Linked DNA regions of Mus musculus: region 1 is linked to region 2. The links are chromatin contacts, called in public promoter capture Hi-C maps. All regions are on one chromosome and are shown on one strand. Each heading gives the region's core, a stretch centred on a gene start, on an enhancer-like site or on the middle of the called end of the contact. The rest is flanking DNA. Distances are from core to core; before and after follow the strand shown.

The links. Capture Hi-C pulls out chosen DNA fragments and counts their contacts.
Region 1: a promoter capture Hi-C map of adipose tissue shows a contact between it and region 2. The contact joins the promoter of G6pc3 here to the promoter of 4930417O22Rik in region 2. A contact is called at or near these places in 1 of 115 datasets of contacts at active chromatin or transcription factors (pancreatic cancer cells) and 1 of 9 other capture datasets (adipose tissue).

Annotation. Positions count from the first base shown.
Region 1 is chr11:102,186,724-102,193,019 of GRCm38.p6, forward strand. It overlaps G6pc3 (glucose 6 phosphatase, catalytic, 3), which reads left to right and starts at 2,976. Exons shown (of 6, transcript NM_175935.3): 1 at 2,976-3,420; 2 at 5,312-5,418; 3 at 5,750-5,840; 4 at 6,026-6,144. The coding sequence starts at 3,203.
Region 2 is chr11:101,947,983-101,954,818 of GRCm38.p6, forward strand. 4930417O22Rik (RIKEN cDNA 4930417O22 gene) reads left to right here and starts at 4,439. Exons shown (of 4, transcript NR_045806.1): 1 at 4,439-4,497.

The DNA of each region.
Region 1 (6,296 bases), core at 1,726-4,225, 240 kb after region 2:
GTCTCCCTTTTTTTGTTTTTTTGTTTTTTTGTTTTTTGTTTTGTTTTTTTGTTTTTTTCGAGACAGGGTTTCTCTGTACTGCCTGGCTGTCTTGGAACTCACTTTGTAGACCAGGCTGGCCTTGAACTCAGAAATCCACCTGCCTCTGCCTCCCAAGTGCTGAGATTAAAGGCGCCTCCCCTTTTCTAAAGTACGTACCTGAAACTCTAAAAATAGGAATCTCTACATAGAATTTTTTTTCCCCCTACACATACAAAGAGAAGACAGAGTTTATGTTAGGCCCAGTAAGAACTTAACACCTTCTAATTAAAATAGAGTGAGTTTTGTTTTGTTTTGTTTTGTGTTTTGGAGACAGAGTTTCTCTGTGTAACCTCAGCTGTCCTGAAACTGGCTCTGTAGACCAGGCTGGCTTTGAACTCACAGGGATCCATCTGCCTCTGCTTCCCAAGTGCAGGGATCAAAGTCCTGTGTCACCACAACCCAGCTAAAATAGAATGCTCTTAATAATAAATATCACAATAAAATTTTCATGAGTAGGCTCTCTGTTTCAAAGTGTCTGATTTGACACATCACTTATTGGATCCTCATTACATAAAATAAGAATTACTTGAACATAAATACTACAACACCAAAGGAGCTGATCTAATTATTGACTGTCTAGTTAGGGGCTGGAGAGATGGCTCAGCGGTTAAGAGCACTGACTGCTCTTCCAGAGGGCCTGAGTTCAAGTCCCAACAACCACATGGTGGCTTACAACCATGGGATCTGATGCCCTCTTCTGGTGTGTCTAAAGACAGCTACAGTGTAATAAATAAATGTATTTTTTAAACTATCAAATCAAGCCAGCAGTGGAGGCAGAAGCAGAGTGATCTCTGTGAGCCCGAGGCCAGTCTGGTCAACAAAGTGAGTTCCAGGACAGCAAGGACTGTTACACAGAGAAACTCTGTCTCAAAAAACAACTAACTAAAGCCGGGCGTGGTAGCCCATGCCTTTAATCCCAGCACTCGGGAGGCAGAGGCAGGCGGATTTCTGAGTCCGAGACCAGCCTGGTCTACAAACTTGAGTTCCAGGACAGCCAGGGCTACACAGAGAAACCGTCTCTCAAAAAAGAAAAAGAAAAAAAACTAACTAATTAAATAAATAAGTAAATAAAAGTCTAATTGACTAATGGATTAAATAGCAAATGCAGCACGGGTTTTAGACAAAGGGATGATCCTAGATCCAGATCTCATGACATTACTCAGAACTACACACATTTAAACTTTTTAAAAAAAGTTTATTAAGTTTATTTATTTAATTTCTATACGTATCTTGCATGCATGGATGTATGTGGGCCACGTGTGTGCTTGGTGCCTGTGAAGGTCAAAAGATGGTATCAAACAATTTTAAATCAGGATGCTGATATAGATTGGTAAAGTTGTGAAGGTAAAGACTGGAGCCAGAGCAGATCTCAGAGTCCTTAAGAAGTAGGTATTGTGGCAGGGTGTGCTGTTACATACCTTTGATTCCAGCACGAGGGAGGGAGACGCTGGCAGATCTTTTGAGTTCAAGGCCAGCCTAGTCTACAAAGTAAGTCCAGGACAACCAGGACTCTGTTATACAGAAGAAACCCTGTCTCAAAAAACCTAAAACAAACAAACAAACAAATCTAAACAACACAATAAATAGGTAAATAGTGGATAGTCCATACCTATAATCTCAGCAATCCTAAGGTATTGGGAGTTTGAGGCCAGCCTGGGCCAGATCTACCTCAAAAATAAATAAACTAGAGCTTAATCCCAGCAGAGGGAGAGGGGCAGGTGGATCTCTGAACTTAATTAAGTCCCGCCTGGTCTCCATAGTGACAGGACAGCCAGGGATATGTCTAAACAAACAAACAAACAAAAAACATCTGTGTGAAATTTTGGCTTCTTGAAGCAATTAAAAAACACTTTCTTTATTTCATATCTTCATTTTCAACCACCCTTCAGACTTCAAGAACAAAGTTGCTTGAGACACTAAGAAATCCAAGGGTGTGGTCTCATGCCCTTGGGAGTCTCAGCACTTGGGAGACAGAGGCAGGCTGATCTCTGGATATGAGAGCTAGGCCTGGTCTATAAAGTGAGTTCCAAGATTGCCAGAGGTACACATAGAAACCATGTCTTGAAAAACAAAACAAAACTAACCAAACAAAAAGCCGGGCATGGGGCATGGTAGTGCATGCTTTTAGCCTTAAATTCCAGCACTCCGGAGGCAAAGGCAGGAGGATCTCTTGAGTTTAAGAGCAATCCCTGTCTAGAAACACTCCCCACTCCCACCTCGCCACGGACGTGCAAAGAAAGGAGGGAAAAAGAAATCAAAGAAGTATATCAACAGGCTCCTTCCTTTGCTCTAAGCAGATCTCCCCTAGGACTGTGTCCCTCCTAATAATGCAAAAACTGTAGGCGTGTGCCCTTCCTCTTTTCATGGAAATACTATCTCTTTCTTGATTTAGCTGCCCAATAAGAATTTTAAATGGCAGGAGGGTGGTAGGGGTGAGAGCAAGGCAAGTTTCTCGCACATAACATACACACACATGTTAAGCTCTGGATTCTTGAAGGAAGACGTGGATGAAATAGAATGGGAGAATCCTGAGCTAGAGACAGGTAGATGTCAACTAAGACTGTGTGCAACTGGAGGTCGGGCTTTGACTCCCTTCTCTCCAAATGGTCCAGATTTGAGAAAAATGGGTAGTGATGTTGGAAAACAGAGATCAGATCCAGAAGAAACCCTCGCCCTGGAGATTAGACATCGACTTCGCAGCAGCAGAACAAGGAACCGGGACACAGAGCTGGTTCCCAGGTTCATCGGTCCCCTGACCCGGAACAGCAGCGGGTTTCTGCACTACGCTGGCAGCCCACGTGCTAGCAACAGCGGCCACGTGGGGCCTTGAGGAAACGCCTTCGCAAAGGTTTGTCCCCTCCGCTGTCCAGTAGAGAGGAAGGCCGAGGAAGAAAGCCGGAGGAAACAGTACCAGCTACGGCTCCAACTCGCGCGTGTCAGGGACTGCGGGGGCGGGGCGGGGCGGGGGTGGGGCTTGGTTTAGACCCCCGGCGGGTAGGGCGGGGCCGGGGGCTAGAAAGGGTGGGCTCTAGAGGGCCAGCAGGTAGCCGCTTCATTTCTGCTAAGGTTCCTCGACTTGCACCCTACAACGGGCTCCAGGCTAGAGGACTCCTGATTCACCATGGAGTCCACGCTGAGCGCGGGCATCATAATGGCTGAAGCACTACAGAACCGGCTTCCCGGGCTAGAGAATATGTGGCTCTGGGTCACCTTTCTGGGCGATCCTAAGAATCTTTTTCAGTTCTGCTTCCCCGCGGCCTACTACGCCTCCCGCCGCCTGGGCATCTCCGTGCTCTGGATCACCTTCATTGCTGAGTGGCTCAACCTTGTCTTCAAGTGGTGAGACAGAGAGAAGCCTTCGGGCATCCTGGTCCCCTTATCCCTTTGGGGCCCTGATCTCCCTCAAGTAGTTACCTCAAAGGCAAACACTTTTCTACCTATTCTTATCCCCTTAGGCCCTAGTCTTCACCTCAGATCTCACAGTTCACCCATCCTCAACTATCCGGATCAGAGAAACGACTTAAGGGGCGTGTTCAACTGCAAATACAGTCTCCGCCTCAGACCTACTGATTTCGTAACTCCAAATTTAGTTGTAGTTGGAAATCTGCGTTTTAGCAGTTATTACTAGAAATGTAGGTAGCCGAAAATCTTCTTTCTTAGCTGAACATCTTATTCATCTATCCATTTGTTTGACATTAAACTAGGCACCAGTTTCATTAAGATGTGGTCCCTGGTTTAAGCTCAAAAGCAGAGTCAATGCTTGAAGACTTACTAGAAATACAGACTCTAAAGCTCCAGGCCAGATCTGCACTTTAACAAGCCCCCCACCCCCACCCCCGATTATAATGTGCCCAATGAAATTTAGAAGCCACTCAATGCCAGTCACTAAAGGGAATCCTTACCCTACCTGCAAGGAACACTTTTCTTCTCTCCCCAGTACTTAGTCTAGCTTTCTCATTCTAAGAAGCCAGTGGCCCCACACTGCTGGGCCTCCTGCAGCCCTTGGGGTTTATCTGGGCCACCGTGTTTGTTTGCTTGTTTGTTTTTCTGTCTTTTCGGAGTACAGAAGGGAGTTACTCAACACTGCTGTTGCCCAGGCTCCCCAGCCTTGAAGGAGGAAGCAAGGATCATAAAGAGACATAGAATAAGCTAACATGACAAGCTGGAAAGCAGACAATTTGTCCCTCTCCCTCCCGCCCTTCTCCACAAGGGCTTGTAAAGCTAAAAGCGGTTGTCTAATCATTTCCTCCTGGCCTAACTGCCCCTATCTTACCTCCCTCAGAGCCTGTGCTTAACATCCAGGTAACAAAGCCTCTAATTGTTCTCCTCCTCCTTCATTGAAAGTCTCTCCATCCAACCGAGAATGGTGGTCCTCCTGCCTGTCTCCCCAGTGCCAGGATGACAAGTGTACTCCAGCATCCCTGACCCCATCCATATTCATTTAATAGCTCTGTGGTCAGCACTGGCTTCCTGCTCTCCCGTCTTGTCTCTTTCTGGCCACAGCGGCCTCCTCTACGTGGGGTTGTCCAGAGGCTAGCCAAGCACCTGCTAGGCCAGGGGTGTTGGATTTTTTTTTTCCCCTTAGTTTTTCTCAGGCTTCTCTGTACATTCCCTCAATACCCCACCCCACCCCCAGTTTCACACTCAAGGCTCCCCCTCTATAATTCAGGCTGGAAGCAGGAAACTGAGAGCGGGAACAGGGATAGGCAAAGAAATCAGGGAACCAGGGCCTGAGAAGAGCCAGTTGGGCAGTGGGAGGGATAAGAGTAGGACCCTTGTCTCAAAATACATGTATACTCCTACACAGTGTGTCTGTCTGTCTGTCTGTCTGTCTGTCTGTCTCTTTCTCCCTCTCTCCAACCTCAGGCCTCCATATCACTTTTTTTTTTTTTTTTTTTTTTAGTTTTATGAGACAGGGTTTCTCTGTTTCTCTATGTAGCCCTGGCTGTTCTGGAACTCACTCTGTAGAAGACCAAGTTGGTCTCGAACTCAGAAATGTGCCTGCCTCTGCCTCCCAAGTGCTGGGATTAAAGGCGTGGGCCACCACTGCCGGGCTCCATATCACTTTAAAAGGAAAAAAATGTGTGCTTCATTGCGTTCCAGAGATTTAAAAAAAAAAATCACGGTAAAGTAATAGCTAGAATCAGAGTGCCCGTCTGAGGCCACCAAGCAGGCCCTCTAGATCCCATCAAAGTGTGTGTTGTATGGTCTTGTATCTTGTCTCTTCCAGGTTTCTGTTTGGAGACAGGCCCTTTTGGTGGGTGCATGAATCCGGGTACTCCACCCAGACTCCAATCCAGATTCACCAGTTCCCTTCTTCTTGTGAGACTGGTCCAGGTGGGAAAAGTTCCAGCTTCCTCCCATCCCTGGTGCGGTTAGGGTCCCGGTAAACATTTGCATATACTCCAGCTAGGGTGGTCCAAACAGGCCCAGCCTCTCAGTTCCTGGTCCAGCAAACAAATTCTGGGGAGATCAGGTTGAGTGACGTGGCTCATGTCAACTGTTCACCTCATAAAGCCAGAGACATGGCATCGGGCAAGAGGGAATGATGAGCCAGTACTAGGGAAAGCTGCCTTTACATCTGAGTGGGGATGTCTTGAGGGGTCACCATGGGCTTCTGGGTTTCCACTCATGTTTTTTCACCATGAACTTCTGGATCTCCCGGCAGGCAGCCCCTCCGGCCACTGCATGATCACAGGCGCAGCTCTTTGGCCTGTAATGACGGCCATTTCTTCTCAGGTGGCTTCTCGGTCCCGCAGGTATGACCTTAGTATGGCCCACTAGTAGGAGCATTCTAGATTCCGCAATCTCCACAGCATGTTAGTTTGGAAGCTGGAGTTGTGGTGACCTGGGGGTGTTGGCTCAAACTTTTGAGGATTTGGATGCTGAGGAAAGTCAAGCCGTGTTGGACATCCCTTGAGCCACTCGTCTCTCTTCTTTCCAGCCCCTGGGTGAGGGTGATTCCTGGCCTGGCTTATTGTACCTTCCTATTGGCAGTCGGCCTATCTCGGGTCTTCCTCTTAGCACATTTCCCTCACCAAGTGTTGGGCGGCCTTATTGTTGGTAAGCAACTGGGGCAAAAGGGTGGCCCAAGAGGGTGTCTTTGGCAATGGGAGGACCAGTCTAGGAACTTCTCAGCAGTCCCAGCGTCTGTAGAGCCAACCTTAAGGTCCCCACTTCTGTCTTAGTTTGTTCTCCTGCTGAGATGAATTGCA
Region 2 (6,836 bases), core at 3,189-5,688:
CTCACTTATACACTAGAATAGGTTTTTTGTTTTATTTGTTTGTTTGTTTTTCGAGACAGGGTTTCTCTGTGTAGCCCTCACTGTCCTGGAACTCACTCTGTAGACCGGGCTGGGCTTAAACTCAGAAATCCGCCTGCCTCTGCCTCTCAAGTGCTGGGATTAAAGGTGTGCACCACCACTGCCAGGCTAGAATAGTTTTTAAAAAAAATCACGAAAACGGTTACTGACAAAAAATTTTAAGTATGACCATAATAATTTGAATAATTTTTTTAAGCACAAGTTTATTGTGAGAAGAGAGGTATTTTTTGGTGGTATGTCATCTTATAGGAAATCTAAGTTCAGATTTTCTACTATCAACTAGACTGCTATCATCCACCTGTGAAAGCTGTGTTCAGCTCACAGCCTTTAAAGGGCCAGCCTTGGTGAGCCGCCACACTTGCTAAGCAGCCCTAATGCCTAGCAACCCCTGAAGTTTACATGCAGCCAGGCCAGTGCTAAGCAATTGCCTTTACTCACAACATAGTTTTTCTTTGAGCAAATGACTTCTATTCCTCATAGTTCTGATAGAGCCACAGGCTGTGGGGTCCTGGGTTCCCACCTACCTCATGGCCTCATATCCCCAGGAAGCTGAATGTGGAAAAAGCCATCAATTAGAGAGAGAGGGTCTGTTTGAGCATTCGGACAAAGAGACCCAAGTAATTTTCTGCCGCCAGGCTCACACTCCATGTCTGGGTCCTGTGGCTCAGCCATATCTACTGATGACCCTTGAATCCCTCGAAAATGTACCTGAAGTGGGCTGCAGAGATTAAAGAGTGGCATGCTCTCACTGTAAGGTAAAAGCATTGCTGCTCTCCAGCCTGCCAGCCTGGAAGAGTGGCCACCCATCCTGCTTCAATACATTCACACATCCTAATGTGTTCCGGAGACTGTAGTCCTCACTGGGTCTGCTTGGGGTGTGGGATTGGAAAGTTATATCCTGCATCCCAAAGAACAAAGAACACCTCTTAACAATGTCAAAAGAACACGTGACATTTGGCCTGTTACTTGCAAACTGCAAGAACTACGGGGTGTGGGGAGGGCTCACTGTCCCCATCCCTGGAGCCTCCCAACTCCTTATCACCCACAAGCTCCTCACTGCTGTCAAAAAAGCGGGCTGAGAGACCCCACTTCTTACTCTGATCCATGTAAACGTTAGATAGCAGGCAGTCCTGAGTACTCAGTACTTCATTCTGTAGTATTCTGGGAACTTCAAAAATGAATGGCAGGGCTGTGGAGACGGCCGCTTACTACGCATGCGGGTCCGAATTTGATCCTCTGCACCAACAGGAAAAACTAGGCACAGTGGCTCACAGCTGTGATCTCAGTGCTGGGCAGGAGGGCTTCAGGCTCAGTTAGAGCCCCTGCTTCAAAATGAAGCAAAAGTAAAGTGGAAAGCAATGGGAGAAAATACCCAGTGTCAACCTCTGTCCTCCACGCGCATGCGCACACGTACGTAAGCGCAACCACACGCATGAACATGTGTCCACACACCTCCAGAGGGTGTGGTGACTCAGGACTTTCCGTGCTTGAGGGAAGTATTATCTTAGTTGTCTTACAGAGGTGGCTTAGGGACTGTGGCAGACAACTTGAGTAAAGAAAGCAACAAGTCCAGAGCAAGGGGAAGAGTGTAAGTAAGAACAGGCCAGGGAGCCAGGATGAGCTAATCGAGCTAGGGACTGGACTTGTTCGGGCCCAGGAACTGGACTTGATCGGGCCCAGGAACTGGACTTGATCGGGCCCGAGTCAGGGATCAGGAGCCCAGGCCCCAGGGGATAAAGATTGTACCAGGTAGCTCAGAAGACAGCAGCTAATCCCTAATGGACATGTGTGTGGCCCGAAATTTCAACCACTGGATCACCATTAAGAATGGGGGTTAGGGCCGGGCGTGGTGGCACACACCTTTAATCCCAGGATTTCTGAGTTCGAGGCCAGCCTGGTCTACAAAGTGAGTTCCAGGACAGCCAGGACTACACAGAGAAACCCTGTCTCAAAAAAACAAAACAAAAAAGAATGGGGGTTAGGAAGATGCCATGATGTGAAAAATGGTTGTGTCGCTTTTCAGATACATGAAACAGATGCATACATACTTGTCCTGTGGGTGGGTCCACGGCTCTGTTTTTAGATAAATCAACAGCACTTGCTTTTACGCAAGCACAGGCTGCTGGGGTGCTGGCCAACCCCGGGCGGGCATAATCCTTATTCCTAAAATAGTTCCAGCTCAGGAGATAGCTGAGCATCCTATCTGGCAGCCCTGCATCCTGGACAGGAGCCTAGGGCTTGCCACACTCTCACCTGATGGTCCAGAAGAGGTGGCATGCCCAGTAGGCTACTCTTCCTCTTTTGGATGTGTAGAATCACAGAGCTTGAGCTGGTGCCAGACAGGGGGTGGGGGGCAGATGTGGAAGCTGGCAAGCCCAGAGCTATGGGAGCCAGTGTGATGGCCCCTGTTTTAGTTCCAACTCATCAACCATTGTTGAAAAGCATCCTTGAGGCTGCCTGTCTCCACACCACAAATCCCCACCTCCCTAAACAATGGTACCCGAGGTGACTCCAAGACATCACCTCTCATGTGGCTCCCACTGCAGCACCTTGGGCGCCCACCTGGAGCCCCTCAGCGGAGGGCTGCTACAGTCACGCTTTAAGCCCCTCCATGGGTCTGATCCTGTATTCCTCCACTTAGCAATCTCTGGTACCTCATCAGGGCTGCCAGTGTTCCTTAGGAGGCGAGGCATTTGTCTTGGACCCTCTCTGGATGCTTCTGTCCAGACCATTGGCAGGACTCCACACTCCGACTCCATACTTGTGCCGTGACCTTCTATCTGGGTCCATTCTTCACCTTTTAAGGACTGGGGAATTTTTTTTTAAATACATAATCTGGATTTTAGAGTCTCCAACAAAAGCAATACCATGTATAAGGGTGTATAAATAGAATTACTTTTGACAGTAACTATTGCTAATAAGTGGCATAAAGTCATCTTTATATCTTATATAGGCATAAGTCATCTTTCTGCCTATATGAGGCAGATTTGTCCTTTGTATAAGAATTAGAAAAGTTTTGTAAAAGCAGAAAACACACACACACACCACCACCACCACCACCACCACCACCACCACCACCACCAGCACCACCAGCACCACCAGCACCACTGCCACCCAGACACAGCTCAGTCAGGGCCAGCTGATGTGGTAGGGCTGCCTCAGAACCCAGCTGGAGTGTGATTTTAAATTCAGCTTCCTGGACTCAGCTTCGGAACTGCCTGTCAGAATCCGGGGAGCAAAGCAAAGGCCTGGAAATGTGAATTCATCCCAGCTCCCCTGCTGACTCTGAGGTACCCCAAACTGCTAATTTCATTGGCTTCCTTGTAATCGTTTGACCAAGACATTAGAGGTCAGGAGAAGGGAGAAAGAAGGTGGTAGATTCAGGAGGGAAATGGAGAGAATGAAGGAGATTTCTAGGACATAGAAGCCAGACTGGGCCTGTGCTGGTTGGAGAACCAGAGGCTAGGCTGAAGGTTTGCAGGGCTGGGTAGCATGGAGGAGCTGTGGTGAAGCCAGGGTCCAGGGTACAGCACCAGAGAGGTTGGACTACTTAGCTGGCCGGATGAACAGAAGCAGGGGTGGGTGGGTGAATAAACTGGTCCCACGGTGACTTTGTAGTGTGTGTCTTTATCTCCCTAGAGAGAAAGAAAAGGGCAGGGGAAGAAATTTAGAGGGAGTTTATGAATGACGGAGATTTAAAGAAAAGCCTTTGCTGGAAAAGGCATGCAAAGTACAGAGGAGTCAAGATGAAGAAATAGAAGAAGTTGAAGCCTTAGTGGGGGTGACAAGAGCGTAGCCAGGAGACTAAGGAGAGGGAATGTTGGTGTATGTATGTATGTGTGTATGTATTTATTTTTTTATGTATGTATTTGTGGAGGGTGTTCAGGTGTGTGCATGTGTTTGCCTGTGTGTGGATGTATGTGCATGTGTGTATTTGTGTGTGTGGAGACAAGAGGTTGACCTTTGATGTTCCATCTTGTTTCTTGAGACAGGGTCTCTCACTGATTACTAATTAGGCTGGGCTGTCTGGCCAGGAGCTTTAAGATCTCTGCTCCCTGCCTTCCAGGTGCTGGAAATACATCCATGTGCTGGGAATTGAACTCCAGTTCTCACGATTTTGCAGCAAGCATATTACCAACCAAGCCATCCCGCAGGACTCAGTGAGCTCATATTTAAATGACACCTTGGTGGCCATGGTAACAGTGGTAGCGGAGTGACCAATGGCCCACCTGCCAAGACTACGGTGCTGCTTTCTAGGAACTAAAAGGGCAAGGTGGATGAGGGCGGAAACCGGATGGATGAGGACTAGTGGGCAGAGACAGCGGATAAGGGACCAGGTGGAAGCTAACTAAACCGGAAGTGGAATCTTTTCCTGAAGGGAGGGCTAGATGACTCCCTGAAGAGCCTTCCCTATCCCAGGTATGGATGACATTTTAAAGAGTCACCCGGCGCACACCATCATCAAAAGTTGGCAACTTCGTTTTACCTCCGGGTCTCCTTTCCGAAAGGAAAAGGCACCGGGGCTGGCAGAGAGCATGTAACTTAGACCGCCATCCCTGGTTTCGTGCCGGCACACGGTCCAGCCACATTTTTAGAAAAACGTTCCCTTTTAAATTTGACTTGTCTTACTTAGCCAGATTGACAGGGCGGGGGTGGATAAGTCCCTATGAATAGTGAGCACACGTGAATGAGGAGACTCATTATCTTAAATTGAGACTGGTTTCTAAGAAAAAGAGAAAGGGGAAAAAGTCACTGGGCCGACAGCTTCCCCCCTTCCCCCAGCCCGTAGAGGACCAGGGCTTTGCCACCCTCCTCCCTGTGAGTACACAGACTCCACTGGGCCCCAGCAAGAGGAAGGAAACAGACAGAGGGAGGAAATCAAGAGATTAGAGAAGTTGACAGACGGAAATAGCGACTCAGGAGCCGCGCTGTCCCGGCCTCGTTCCCCAGGGAGCCTTTTGTACCACGGAATCTAGTTGCCTGAATGAAAAATGATATCATTTATTTCTTTTGTCCAGGTTGCACTGTTTTCTGCAGACACAGAAATAACCTAACACCGCAACACCCGACTGTTGGCCAAGTGATAGAGTTATCTGTCATCTTGGCCCTCAATAATGTCCTGAATAAACAACCACAGGCTTGGTGTTCTAGGGAGGGGCCCTGCTCCCCCATCCCCGTGATGACTCTGCAAAGAGGCTTGAATGAGCAGCTGGCCGAAGCCAGTGCTGCTAGCTTGAGAAGGAGGGTGACTTTGTAGATCACCAGCAACACGTGCATTCAGTCCACAAACACTTGCAAACTCTGACTCTGGCCAAACTTAGTGCAAAAGGCTTGCAACTACAGATGTGCAGAGATGGCTGTGTGTTGGCCAGAAGTCAATATCAGATATCCTCCCGGGTCACTCACCATATTGTCTTTTCAGACAGAGTTTCTCACAGAACCTGGAATTCAAACTCCAGGGCTCCACCTGTCTCTGCCCCTGAGGCCCAGTACTAGGAGTTACAGATGTGTGTCAACGGGCCTTGTTGTTACATAAATACTGGCAACCTAAAAGCTTGGCTTGAAGTTTATCTTTTAGATAATAGGGCACTGTGGTTTGAACAGGGAAGGGAAGTGGTTTTGTATTAGAACTGCCTTGGTTCATTTTCGGTGGTTAACTACCTGAGGCTAGTTAATTTATTTAGAGGTGTGCTTTTTTTGCTCACGACTCTGGAAGCCTAAGAAGATTTGTATGACTTCTGGTGAGGACCTTCATGCTGGATAACATCATGGTGGAGGTCATTACGCCGCCAGCATGTGCAATAACCAAGCCACTTTCTTAATAGCTCATTAATCCATTCATGAAGATTCTGTTTCCGGGATGCAATTGTCTCTTTCCAGATGGCACAATGGAGATGGGGTTTCAGCATAAGCTCTATCAGGGGCATCATTCCTTGGGGTCATGAAGAAACCCTACCTTATGTAGTGTTTAAAACTATCTTTACTTATTGGGGTTACACATAAGCCACAGCACATGTGTGGGAAGTTTGAGGACAACTTACGGGAATCTCTTCTCTCTCTCCACCATGTGGATTCCAAGACCAAACTTAAGTTGTCAGATTTTGTGGCAAGCACCTTTACCCCTAGAGCCATCTCAGTAGCCCTCCACCCTTTGTTCTCTCAGGAGACAAATGCAGATATCTTTCTTATAAATTGCAAGGGTGAGAACATAGAAAGAATCGAAATATCCACTCATGGCAAATGACTGGGCAGTGACATCTTCGTAAAATGGGACAGTGTCCAGTAGTTTTAAATGATCTGGCATGAGGCTAGAGAGATGGATCAACAGATAAGAGCATTTGGTGCTCTTGCAGAGGACTAGGTCTTGTCTATGGAGGTCAGAAGAGGCTGTTGGATCCCCTGGAAGCAGAGATACAGTTGAAAGCCATCATGTGGGTGCTGGGAATCAAAGCAAGATCTGAAGCAAGGGCAGCCAGAACTCTTAACTGCTGAGCCAGCTCCCTAGATCAGTTAATATATATATATATATGTTTTTTACTTTTTCCTTGATAATTGTATTTGATCATTCCCACCCTGATTCCTCTCCTCCAGATAAAAAAATACTGCCAGGCAAGAAGGGGCCTGTGGGAGAGACTCAGGCAGCCTCTCAACTTCCCCTAGGCTTGTCTGGATGCAGGAGATCTTATGGCAGAAGGCAGATCTTATGGAATCTCTGAGAGGCATGCATACAGGAAACGCACTAGTTTCTTGGGCTGAGA